Linked DNA regions of Mus musculus: region 2 is linked to region 1. A link is a contact called in public Hi-C data. All regions are on one chromosome and are shown on one strand. The core of a region is the stretch at or near the end of the contact, and the rest is flanking DNA. Distances in the headings are between cores, read along the strand shown. Region 1 holds the start of Efemp1 (epidermal growth factor-containing fibulin-like extracellular matrix protein 1). Region 2 overlaps Efemp1 (epidermal growth factor-containing fibulin-like extracellular matrix protein 1).

Region 1 (6,677 bases), core at 2,255-4,754:
TCTGGACTATTATTAGGTGGCAGAACAGTTTCCCCAAAGAAACAAACGAAACAGGTCATTCTTTCAGTTCTTGTTAGTCCTACATGGGATGATGGTCCACCATGAAACAAGAGGCACCAAGCATCATTGCTGCTTGCAACACCTCTACACTAGTAAGGACACTGTTAGGACAGGAAGTGACACCTGAATAATATCCTGTTAGGGTGGAGCACCAGATGTTCTGATATCTAAAAGCAATTATTCAAGTGTTTTTGATATTCTCCATGGGTTTCTTATTCTAGCCTCAAAACAACCTCAAGGGGCCAGTAAGATGACTCAGCTGAGTAAGGGAGCTTGCTGCCAAGCTGACAATCTGAGTTCAGTCCCTGGGGCCCACATGGTGAAAGGAGGGAAGTGACTCCCACAGGCTGTCCTCTGACCTCTGCACATGTGGCATGCACACATGTGCATACACACACACACACAAACATATATACACACACATCATTTTAAAAACCTTAGAAGTAGAAAATCATATCCTTCCACTTGACCAAAGCAGTAACTTTTTAGAAATTGTAACAAAAAAAAATAAATTTTCTCAAAGCAGATTTTTAAGTAGAAAAGGGACAAAATATCAGAAAGTCAGAAACTTCATCAAAACTGAAAACACTGACTCCACAGTTAGAGGAAACACAAGAAAAAGACAAGAAGAACATACTCAACTTGTATAAAGCACTGGAGAGATGACTGGAAAATCACTTCCACAACTAATCAGGCAAAATCAATAAAGAAACCAACAAAACCTTTGGACAAAGTCTTTAAAAGGAAGGTTTATCAATAGACAAGTGAAAAATGCTTGTGTTAGAAACACAAGAAATCTGTAGTGTGAAACTGCACAAGACTCCTTAGCCACCAGAAGAGATGGTGCTGTAAATGTCAAGTACCAAGTGTCAGTAAAGATACAGAGCAAAGTGGGAATGGAAGATGAAAAGTACCGTGTCCTTTACTTATGAAGATAAACATACAAAACACCCATGGAAGGAGTTACAGAGACAAAGTTTGGAGCTGAGATGAAAGGATGGACCATGTAGAGACTGCCATATCCAGGGATCCACCCCATAATCAGCATCCAAACGCTGACACCATTGCATACACTAGCAAGATTTTATCGAAAGGACCCAGATGTAGCTGTCTCTTGTGAGACTATGCCGGGGCCTAGCAAACACAGAAGTGGATGCTCACAGTCAGCTAATGGATGGATCACAGGGCTCCCAATGGAGGAGCTAGAGAAAGAACCCAAGGAGCTAAAGGGATCTGCAACCCTATAGGTGGAACAACATTATGAACTAACCAGTACCCCGGAGCTCTTGACTCTAGCTGCATATGGATCAAAAGATGGCCTAGTCGGCCATCACTGGAAAGAGAGGCCCATTGGACACACAAACTTTATATGCCCCAGTACAGGGGAACGCCAGGGCCAAAAAGGGGGAGTGGGTGGGTAGGGGAGTGGGGGTGGGTGGGTATGGGGGACTTTTGGTATAGCATTGGAAATGTAAATGAGCTAAATACCTAATAAAAAATGGAAAAACAAAAAAATACAAACAAAAAAAAACATACAATTCTACTCCTCCGATATTCACCTAAAAGAAAATGTTCATGCCTACTCAAAAATTTCTAAATGAATACCCAGACAAGCTTTACTTATAAACAATCCAAAGATCAATTAAAAAGCCAGCAGAAAATCTGAGGGACAACCATACAACTGAATGCCATGCAACAATGAAAAAAAAAAAAAAAAAAAAAAAGAACTTCTAACAAGGGTTCATCTCAAAAGCACAGAGTGAAGAAAAACAGATCCAAAGCAATTATATACTGTATGATTCTATTTACGGGAACTTCTGATGGGAACAGCTGCAGAGATCCAAAGGTACGCACAGAAAGATCAATCCATCGTTTTTACAATAATCCAGATGGAAAATGCTAAATCAGGGTGGCTGCAAAGATATGAGAAATGGTCCAGTTCTGAATCTATCTCAGAGAGAAAGTCAGCATAGTTTTCTAAAGAACTCAATGAACTATGCAAATAAATGAAGCTGGCTGGACATGGGCAGGAGGAGAGATGAAATTCCGATTGATTGAGATGGTGAAACTGATGGGTGGAGCAGCCTGAGGGAGAGGATGCGGCTGGAATGTGTTCGGTCTGAAATGCCCATCAGATGTCTAAATTAAGGCAGTAAACCAGCAAGTGGGTGTGCAGAAAGATCACTGCACTGCAGATGGAAGATTGGGAGCTTTTTACCTCATTGCTCCAAAGAACGAGCTGAAATGAGTTTAAATAAGCAGACACATAGAGAGATATTTTTACTGTCTGGTAACAGAGAATCTGTTTTTTCAAAGAAAAGCGGTTTGGGGACATTGGTGACAAGTAGGGTCAGGGAAACTTAGTAGTAAATGTCTTTGCTACAGTCATCAACGCCTTCCATACTTAGTAAGTTCTGCAGATCTGATCCTGTGCAGTACTGGATAGCCTGTCACCAGTACTGGTCAGGATCACCATTGGATGTCAATATCTACTTAACCCACCCACCCAGAAGACAGAAGAGCCGTAATCACCTGAAAGCTGCTCTCCAGCAGTCTCTACCAACTTGCCACTTCCACAGCCTCTGCAATATGCCCCTGGACAGGGCAGTCCTTAGCTCCTCCAAGTTAGCAGGTTCTGTTACTTCTCAAATTGCATTTGGTGACTTCGTTCTTAAAAGGCATATCTGAAACCAAAGGGAAGTAACTGCCTAACTGTGGGGTGGGAGAAGCTATCAGGAATAGCTGCAATTTGTGTGGTATGACTTGATAAAGGGGGGTGGGGCGGGACTCTCTCTTCAGATTCCTGAAATTCCACCATTATTATGAAAGACGCAAGAAAAATGCCTAATTTAATTTGGATGGGCAGTAATCAGGAGAAATGAGAAACTGTAGATAAGGAAGGAAGGAGAGGAGTTCACACACACGGACACACACACACACACACACACACACACACACGGGGTTGGGGGTGGAGGCAAGACACACACCTCAGGATGGCACATATTTTGTTAACATGAGTTCCATTTGGCTCACTCCTAACACCTAGCACCTAGTAGGCCCAGAAATGAACACGTTCATTCTCACCTTTCACCATTTGAGGAAGCTGACAAAACACACCCCCTCCAAAAATAAAAATCTGAAATGAAAAATAAAGGACCAGTTCTGTTAATAGCTTTAATTTATTCTCCCAGGAATCACTTGTTGAGCTAAAAGGAATTTAAGCCATTTCTGCAAAGTCTAAAAGCTCCATGGAAGTGATATTTCGATATTAGTTGTGTCTCAAATTCCTGTGAATCAGGGTACCAAGGGGCCTAATGCAGAGGATAACTGGGCCCCTAGACCCCAACGCCAAAAGGCGCGCCTTCCCGCGTGGTTGGAAGCCTGGGCAGGGCGCTTGCGCCTCCCTCTCTCTCCTCCGCCCCCCTTCGCCCTACTTCTCCTCCCTTTTTCCTCCTCCTGTGGCTGCTGCTGCAGCCAGACCTCGCCAGTTCAGACCTACCAGGCTGCCCTCCCCTACGCACTCCTTCGCTGCCCGGGCAGGAAAGTTGCGCGGCCCCCCCGCAGGTAGGAGCCCAAAGCCGAGGTCGCAAGATCTGCGCTATACCAGCGAGAGCTATACCGGGAAGTATGGTAGGGCGACCCAAGAACTGTCCCCGACTGTGAAACTGTACAGAGAAGATGGAGGTGGACTTGCTGGTCTGGGATCACAATCTGTCAGCCTGTGCCAGTACTTGGGTGACATTTGTTGGGATAGGTAGAGTAAGCGCGCTATCAACCCAGAGAGTTTTGCTGGTGACTCTGGTCTCTAGGTTCCGTGACTGAGGTATGGGATTTGAAAGGCACCTGGATTGCCCAGCGGTTGGTTGGAAGCTAAAGCGCTCAAGGACTCCCGCTGACAGACGCCTTACATCTAAGAAAGCTGAGCTCACTTCCCTGCAGGCATCAGGCTAGGAACCCCCTCCCCCAAACTGGTTCCCTGTGCTGCAAAGCTGTCTGAAGTCCTCCTACCTTAGGCAGCCTAGACCCTGTGCATAGCACATTTTGAGACCTGAGAACGAGGGGAAAAGGGATCAGTGACTTTGAGCTGCTGATTGTGCGCCAAGAGTGTGTATGGAAATGGAGCTTTAAGAGTGGGAACTAGAGAAGTCACCCTGCAGTGAGTTAGAAGCTCTGTGGGGTATTCTATCGGGAACTGTGAGATCGATAGCTCTTCGAGTTTTGTTTGGGTATTTTAGACTTTTTTTTTTTAAGACAATAAAGTCTGCGGGCATATAACTGATACTGGTTTGCAGGTATCTTTCGCTGAGCTGGGTGGAACTTCAGGTACAGCTGAGCCGTGGGTGGGTACTCTACAGTTTCAGAAAATAGACAGATGCTGCGCCCCCGTTTCCACCTCCAAGGGGGAAGAGGGATGGAATCGATCATATTCTATATCCCCTTTTGACTACCGTTTTCTGGAGCTTTATGAGTAGGTGTGGTATAAACACACGCTGAACAACCTTGGTACAGGATGGATGCAGTGAAGTAATGCATTTCTACTGTAGTTTCTCCTGTCTTGCTTATTTGGGTGGCTGGTGAGAAAGCAGACTGGAAGGAGGGTATTTGGAGCTCTCCATTCTCCTTTTCTTGTCAGTTTCTTCACTGATAAAGTTTTGATTTTCTAGGCAGTTGATACTAAACATCTCTTTGTCCCATTTCCCGTAGAGAATCACGATGTTGCAAACACTTTTCCTAACTATGCTGACTCTGGCGCTGGTCAAGTCACAGTACACCGAGGAAACCATCACATACACGGTAAGGCATGATGACATTTGAGATACAAGAATTGAGTAGTAGTCTGGGATACAAGAATTAACTGGTCTCTGCCAGGACAAGTGGGCAGTATTCTGCGAAGCAAAATAAATTAAACAACACTTTAATATGACTCAGGTTTAGGACTCCTGGTAAATCGTGCTGGGTCTTTTCAAAGGTGCATCTAGATCACCTGCGATGAATGGTTTGTAAGCTAGATGCAAAATAAAATGATTTGTGCAAAGCCAAAAATGAACTCTTTTAAAATTCAAATCTGTGTAAGCTCCATATTTCGAAGACATGCAATGAATTGATGGGTTTGAGGACTCTGGGAGCCTGGGTATGTGCAGATGCAATCAATATATGCAGAATAACACGCAAAGCAAATAAGAATGTATGGTGTAATTACACTAGCTCATCTGTGCCTGTCCTCGTGAAGTTCTCATTCTTGGATTCAGAAAGGCTGTCTATTCATGTAAAAGTACTGCAGATAGTTTAACTGTCACCAGCAGACAGTATTTGCCAACGTGGATTTAAAGCACACTGTGTGCATCTTGGTCTTGCAACTTCTATTTGCATCTCTGGCATTTCTTAGTCATATTTGGCCAGTTAGTTGCGTCAGTATAACCAATGTTTAATAAAATATTTAAAATATCATCTAATCCCTCCCACAGCCCTAAATAGACATGTCAGGAGAGGGCAGAGCAGGCTCATGTGGCTGGGATGAGGCCTTTGTTCTGTGTTGTTTTCTAACTCTCATTCAGTGTTCTGAGATGAATGACATTTGTCCTGGGTGAGTATATGAAAAACACATTTTCATACTTCTTTCCAATTCTTAAAATTAAGTAATCCTATTCAAAAGAGTATAAATGTTTTTAAAGTAAAACTCAGAAGTGAGCTAATATCAATTACTAATAATAAACATTATCTCACTTTTGCATCATGTTATCCCTAGAACAGTATTACCCGTCCTGCAGATGTTCCCTTCTGCTGCTCAGAACAACTGTAAATAAAATTATTGAGTAAAAGTATTGTGTTATTTTAACATTAAAACAAATAGAGGAAAATGAAAGTATGTGCTGTTTATCTTCAAATGAGGATGTTTTGTTATTCAGGTTAAACTTACTGCCCTCTCAGTGAGTTAGGATTAAATCGTCTACTTGTATATTCAGTAAAAGAGTTTACTCCTTTTCTGAGAAGTTGTCCTGGAACTCATTATGTAGCCCATTCTGGCCTTGAATGCATCATCATCTGTCTTAGTTTTCTAGGCAGATATTATCACTTGAATTGCTTATCTCATGCCTCCTCCATTTCCCCATCACCTACAACTTATTTGTTTTCAGTAGAAAGTATCCATTGTGGTTTAAGCCCTTCAATTTTAGAATTGTAATGAAGGCCTTCCAGATATGATGCCCATTTTGTGCTAAGAGATGACAGATTAAGCCTATTCTTTTTTAAGATGTGTACACCCATTAACAGATGATTAAAAGACCAGGAGTGACTATTCTTAATCACCTCAGTATGAGGTGAGTGCTATGATCCTTCCAACGCTAGAATAAAAGAACAGATAGGTTACCCACTTGCCTTAAGGCTGAACTGAAGTCTGGAAACTATCTTCAGGCTAGCCTTAATAGTAGAGCCATGTTAAATGAAGCCATGCAACATGCTTTATACCTAAAACAAACTACAAGTCTTCCTTATTTATCGTGCAATTATTCAAATGAGCTGCCATGTTGGCATGGTTTGAAAGCATGGCATCTATAAAACAGGCAGTCTTATATTCCCCTTTCATACTAGAGATAGGGTTCACTAACATACTATTGGAC
Region 2 (6,677 bases), core at 2,630-5,129, 53 kb after region 1:
TGCTTACTACTGTGAAAGTCAGTCTATCTGGCTCTTGAGCTTTGGAGCCTTCTCTTGTCTCTGCATCTTAGCTCACCACAGTCCTACTGAGGGGACAGAAATGACTACTATGTCTGGCTTTTATATGGTTCCCAGGGATCCAAACTCTGGTTCTTACACCTTCCTAGCAAGAGATTTATCCCCTGAGCCAACTTCCAGCCATTTATTTTAAATATTTTATAAATCACATATATTCCTTTATATTTTAATTTTCAGTGTCTTATGCCTCTGAAAAACTAATTATTTTTAAGGATATTATTTATTTTTTATTTTATGCATGAGTACTCTATCTGCATCTATGCCTGCATGACAGAAGATACCATTGCAGATGGCTCTGAGCTACCGTGTGGTTGCTGGGGATCGAACTCAGGACGTCTAGCAGAGCAGACAGTGCTCTTAGCTACTGAGCTATCTCTCCAGCCCTGAAAAACTAATTATTGTTTTCTACAACCATTATTTACTTCAATTTGCCCACACATCTATCCTCTAGTACTCTTTATTCTGAAAAATTCTGAATCTAAAACAGAAATATAGAGAAGTAGTTGCAACATTTTTGAGTTTCACACACCTAACCATTTCCCTTAACACTTTTTACATTTGGAAGTCAGAAAAATATATAAGGGATATTGTGTGTAAATATCATATGTAATGAAGTGGGCAGGAAAATATAATCAATAAGATACCATGCTCTGAAATCAAGAGTCACAAATGAGCACTTTTAAAAAGCCATTAGACCTTTAATGAGTTGGACAAATAATGCCAAGTTACATTTACCATTTGGCAGTGTGCTTAGCAGGAACAAAATCTACTTAATGTTGAATGAACAACAAGAATACAACTGGTCTCATGTAATTAGGAGGTCACAAGGCCATGCTTGTTATTATTGGCATTGCCATAGCCAGGAGCTTGTGTGCTCCAAGTGATGGTTTCCCTGAAGGAACAAGTTGGGAATGTGTGTACTTTTGGTTGTGGGTACTGAGTAATCCAGCTTTAAGGACTTCAGGAAGGAGACCAAAACTCAAGTCACATTGCTCATGGCAGATTCAGTAGGCTCAGGAAGTGGAGTTGCTCTCTATTTAGCTTATCACTCTCCAGAGTTTGACTTGGGGGCCAAAAAATGGCCAATTGGAGACACCAGCAAAACACAACTGGATATAAATACATCATACAAAGGTAGGATCATAATCACTCCCAAGAACATCAATTTTTAAACCAAATTGCATAGAACAAATTTGAATTGTCACACAAAGGGGTTTTCATTCCTAGAACTGAACTACCCAAAGACAAAGACTGGTAGCATTGCTTATTTCAAAAAAGTTATCTTCCCCAAGGTTACAATTGGATCAAATGGGCACAGAATTCCCTATTCTAGGGCATCTTTCCCTAAACATATTTGTTGAGTAATTATGTTTGAGAAAAAAAGAGCTCATCTGAGTATGACACATTCACACAGATGCCTGAAAGCACCCCAATTCTGCAGTATTTATCTGTAGAAAATGTTGCTTTAGTGCTCTGGGTGTGGTCAGCCTCACTTTGCCAGTGCACAAAGACACTAAAGAATGAGCACTTGATCCTTTGTTTTCTTGCTACTCTTTCATTTCAGCCAGTGACTTAATGAGTACATTTGTTTTGTGGATAGTACAGATAAAACAGATTCAACATTCATGTGAACCAGTTGGTTTTCTTCTCACGTTTATTGATGATATGATGAAGCCCATCTAGCCAGCTTGTACATGAAATCTCTCATTCTATGGGAATGTCAGTGAGCAAGGGTCCATTGTCAATGAAAATCCACCGTCACTATTGAAGGATCAGCCCTGACACATGTGCATGTTCTTTTCCACATGGGAACAACATATCATAAAATTCTACAGAACACTTGATTTGGTTACCTTCTAAACCAAAAACTGAACCATCAAGAGGACAAAAAGCTGATTTTAATGATTTTTTTATATATCATTTAAGGCACACCAAATTGTTGCCTATGTTTTGCCAGAATTGATAAGAATCTAGAACTATAAATCTACTCTGGCCTTGATGATGACAGTTCTCCTTTGTCAGTAAATATCTCTTTCTCCACTAGAACTGCTTAGCTTGGGTAAATTCTTACTGAGATTTTCAGAAGAGTAAAAAGCTAACTGGAACTGGGCCTTTTGCCCAGATAAATCTGATCTCAACTCTATAAACGAAGCAAAGGGAAACAGAAAATCTTTGACAAAAATTGTTGATAACTGACTAAAAACTGGGAAGAGAAACAGAAAACACAGAGAGCTAGGAATCTAACTCTAAATAAAAGAAACACGGGGACCAACATAGGTATGACACAATTAACAATACTCTCTAATCCTGAGAAAAAATTTAAATACACAGGACAGCAGCACATCCTTTGCTATCCCACAGCTCATAGTAGAGAAGTCTCCAGCAAACTACACTACAAGGAACAAAGGGAAACTTTGAGTGGAGCTGAACCTCAGTGTTGGAACCAACACTCAGTTTTTAGTAACACCAGGAAGCTGATTCTATATCTAAATGCCATGCTCCATTCTCTCCTGTTAACTGCATATCATAGAACATCTGTTTCATGCGGCTCCTTGGAGTAAGAGCATTAGAAATCCAACTTCTTTAATAACATCTTTCCATAATATCTTTCTGGAGTTACAGAGACAAAGTTTGGAGCTAAGACAAAAGGATGGACTATCCAGAGACTACCCCACCCGGAGATCCATCCCATAATCAGCCACCAAACCCAGACACTATTGCATATGCCAGAAAGATTTTGCTGAAGGGACCCTGTTATAGCTGTCTCATATGAGGCTATGCCAGTGCCTGGCAAACACAGAAGTGGATGCTCACAGTCATCTATAAGATGAAACACAGGGCCCCCAATGGAGAAGCTAGAGAAAGCATCCAAGGAGCTGAAGGGGTCTGCAACCCTATAGGTGGAACAACAATATGAACTAACCAGAACCCCCAGAGCTCCTATCTCTAGCTGCATATGTAGCAGAAGATGGCCTAGTCGGCCATCACTGGGAAGAGAGGCCCCTTGGTCTTGCAAACTTTATATGCCCCAGTACAGGGGAATGCCAGGGCCAAGAAGCAGGAGTGGGTGGGTAGGAAAGCAGGGCGGGAGCAGGGGGAGGGTATAGGGAACTTTCAGGATAGCATTTGAAATGTATATAAAAAATATCTAATTTTTTTTAAAAGAACCATTATTAAAAGTAGGTTTTGAAAAAAATATCTTTCCATATAGCAAAGTGTGTATCTACTTGATGCCAATTTGTTTTAGAATTTTAAGAAATGTCTACAAAAAGCTGTATTACTACTTTCTTCTAGATAGATTTCAATCATCAACTTTAACGGCTTACCAAGACTGTAATTACAAGTAGGCACTACTAAGTAAAGCAGATATGGAACACAATGTCCTTAGGTATTGTTGTGACTTTCTTATCTTCTAGGATAATTTTGAATATAAAACCAATTCTCCAAATCCTTAAAGCCCTCATCCACTCAACTCCTCTTACTGAAAACGTTTACTGATGCCAGAGCTTGACCCCCTTTCTCCTTTGTTTGTTTACTGATGGTCTACAGTGACTTCTTCAAAAGTAGTTGGGAATCATTTCTTAAACTAATGCAGCACAAAACCAGTGAACTGAAGTGTCACTACTGAGCACTCAAACCGCAGGTTACCCTTGCCCATAAAACACAATGAAGTGACTCCATGTCGTGGTAAGTTATCAAATTATGGAAAGAACATTGCAGAGATTAAAACGTTGCATAAGAGAGGGAGCAGGGTGAGTCAGGGATTTGGAAACTATGAGTCAGAATACAGGAAAGGAGCCAAACTCAGAGAACAAAGGCCTAAGAAGGAGCCTAAGGGACACCAATGAATGGACACTATTCCTATATTAGCTGTGCAACAATGTCAGATTTGTGGTGCCACTGACTAGGGGCCAGCCTGTTAGAGAGCTCACCAAAGATTATTATGTTGGATTATTTAAAGCACCAAGAAGATGGAGACCTACCATTTTATAAACCACAAAAACGGAAATGTAGATGTGTGTGTGTGTGTGTGTGTGTGTGTGTGAAAATTACTAAATAATGCCCTTAGCTAATCTCCATATATCAGAATGATTAAAAGTATTGTAGGATTTTAGGAATCACATTCCGTTATTTGCCTCCCTCCCCCTCCCCCCCCCCAACCTTGGTAATGTTAACATTAGTCCATGGCTGCTTCTTTAAGAGTTATGTGCTATGGTGTTCAATACAAACCCTCAAAAATCTCACATTAAAGTCTCTGAATTTGTCTAATGACTTGAGCAAACATTTTATGAGCACAGTTTGCCAGACGCAGCACCAGGTTTCTCACATACATCTCCTACAATCATGCTGACTTCAGAACGCTGCCATTCTCTGCAGTTCCTGGGTCTCTTTCTGTGGGGCCTGTCTTCTAAGAGACAGCTTCCTCCCCATACCAGCTCATCACCTTTGAATTGCCCTTCAGAACCTGCCTCCTCAGCAAAGCTTCTGCTCACTCTCAGTGATACACTCAGTCCATGAGACTCCTGTGGCTCAGTTAACTGCTCTACCTTGCTCCCAGTCAGAGGCAAATGCTGCTCACTCTGAATGATGCAGTCTTTTTTTTTTTAATTTTATTTTATTTTAAACTCCAAATTTTATTCCCCTCCTGGTCCACCCTCTAACTGTTCAAAATCCCATACCTCCTCTCTGCACCCCTGTCTCCACGAGGATGTTCCCACCCCCACCCCCACCTCACCAGACCTATAAACTCCCTGGGGCCTCCAATCTCTTGAGGGTTAGGTGCATCTTCTCTGACTAAACATAGACCTGGCAGTCCTCTGCTATATATGTGTTGGGTGGCCTCATATCAGCTGGTGTATGCTGCCTGGTTGGTGTTCCAGTATCAGAGATCTCAAGGGTCCAGGTTAATTGATATTGCTGTTCCTCCTACAGGGTCACCCTCCTCCTCAGCTTCTTTCAGTCTTTCCCTAATTCAACCACAGGGATCAGCAGTTTCTGTCCATTGGTTGTATGCAAATATCTGCATCTGACTCTTTTAGCTGCTTGTTGGGTCTTTTGGAAGGCAGTCATGCTAGGTCCTGTTTTGTGAGTGCTCCAGAGCCTCTGTAATAGTGTCAGGCCTTGGGGCCTCCCCTTGTGCTGGATCCCAGTCTTAGTGACTCTTCTTCATGCAAGAGTCCTACGTTGTTGCCAGTCAAAGGCAAATTGTTGATTCTGCTGTGCTCCTTGGCTCTTACCTGTTATTCTGTCTTATGAATTTTATTTCCATAACCTAAAACACTAGGTCTTACTTTCTGTGAACTCTGAACACCAATTCCCAGGAAACAGTAATGATTCATTCATCCATTAATTGGGTAAACATTTACTGAAAATCCATCACTTTTCATGCATTGTAGTCAGCAGGAAAAAATGAGCTTAACTGTCAAGGACAAATGATCGATAATTAAAAACAAAAACAGAAAACCCTTTCCCCAGAGTACTTGCTCCTAGATTCTCAGGAAAACATGGCTGACCTGAGTCATTTTCCTGTCAAATAAAGCAGGGCATTGCCCATGCAGATGTAAGAAGTTAATTTTGCCTACAAACAACAGAGTCAAAAGCAATGACTGTGCTGCAGTGGCTTAGTGAGCAACGGCTCATACTGCACCTTCTGATAATAAAGAAATACAGGCAAGTAAAAAAGGAGCACAAGAGAGTTTAGAAACATGGTTTAACATGACTGTGTGGGTGTGTAAACAAGCAATAATGGGTCTTCAAAATAATAGCATTATGGCATTTAAATAGATAGTTTAAGTAAAAACAGTCCACAGACATTCAGCCTGTTGATATTCTTCAGCATTAAATAACTTGCTAACTGTGGGGGCTCAGGAGAATGAATATTCTACACTGTAATCAGAGCGGCTATAAACACAAAAGTAGATGAAGCTGCTTTTAGCATTTATAAGTCCTGGTGAATGGAAAGTGTCATTTGTCAGTTAACTTGTGATCAAAGTGAGTCCCATCTCAGCTTTCCTTTGTTTTGGGTAAAGAAATTAAACAATGTAGTAGGAGTGGCAGTACTAGTAGTATTTGGGACTTTGCTTTTATTAAATTTCTGTAACTCACCAAATATTTTTGTTAAATAATTCTTTTCAGAAGCTAAATAAAGCAGACTTTTAGGAAGGTGCTGTGCAGGTTTGTATGCTCAAAACCTTTTTCGTGATACATTGATCCCAGTGGAAATGTTAGTCTATCAAAGACACTCCAAACATATGATGGGAAAGTAGGAAAAAAAATGCAGGATATGAAGAACACGATTGGGTGGAGGTAGTTTGCATAGCGTGGTTGCAAAAATAAAAGCCTCTGTCACTGACCAGACCTCCCTCAGCAGTGTCAAGAGGCCCAAGTCCTTGATCTCTGGCCAGCCTGGACAGAGGGAACTTGCCACAGCTGAATCTAGCAGGGTTGTATCTCTCAGGGCTGTTATCACTGCAAATGTTGGCAAATGATCCTGACATAAAACAATAGGAATTCTGCATTAGCATGTTATAAAGCTCCAAAGAATCCCCAGTAGAAAGGTTTTCATCAAGTGTGTTTGAGAAAATAATGAGGCATGAAAG

The links. Hi-C and Micro-C count contacts between places; a contact is called where the count stands out from the background.
Region 2: a Hi-C map of uterus shows a contact between it and region 1. The contact joins the enhancer-like site here to the promoter of Efemp1 in region 1. A contact is called at or near these places in 2 of 39 promoter capture datasets (the 3T3-L1 cell line and macrophages), 1 of 15 datasets of contacts at CTCF or cohesin (the NIH/3T3 cell line), 6 of 484 Hi-C or Micro-C datasets (the 3T3-L1 cell line, Sertoli cells, adipose-derived mesenchymal stem cells and 3 more), 4 of 115 datasets of contacts at active chromatin or transcription factors (cardiomyocytes, embryonic fibroblasts, embryonic stem cells and 1 more) and 3 of 9 other capture datasets (adipose tissue, liver and pancreatic islet).

The regions. Positions count from the first base shown.
Region 1 is chr11:28,849,701-28,856,377 of GRCm38.p6, forward strand. It overlaps Efemp1 (epidermal growth factor-containing fibulin-like extracellular matrix protein 1), which reads left to right and starts at 3,505. Exons shown (of 11, transcript NM_146015.2): 1 at 3,505-3,624; 2 at 4,765-4,854. The coding sequence starts at 4,774. Gm34185 (a long non-coding RNA gene) reads right to left here and starts at 2,808. Exons shown (of 3, transcript XR_381120.2): 1 at 2,593-2,808.
Region 2 is chr11:28,902,627-28,909,303 of GRCm38.p6, forward strand. The region is part of intron 4 of Efemp1 (epidermal growth factor-containing fibulin-like extracellular matrix protein 1); the gene reads left to right. Among named protein-coding and RNA genes, the nearest start is that of Efemp1, 53 kb to the left of the region's middle. Within about 2 kb of position 3,880, at least 83 of the 459 cell types and tissues checked have an H3K27ac peak or open chromatin away from gene starts, as enhancers often do. A contact at or near this core is called in the NIH/3T3 cell line, adipose tissue, beige adipocytes and 2 more, where this site is marked.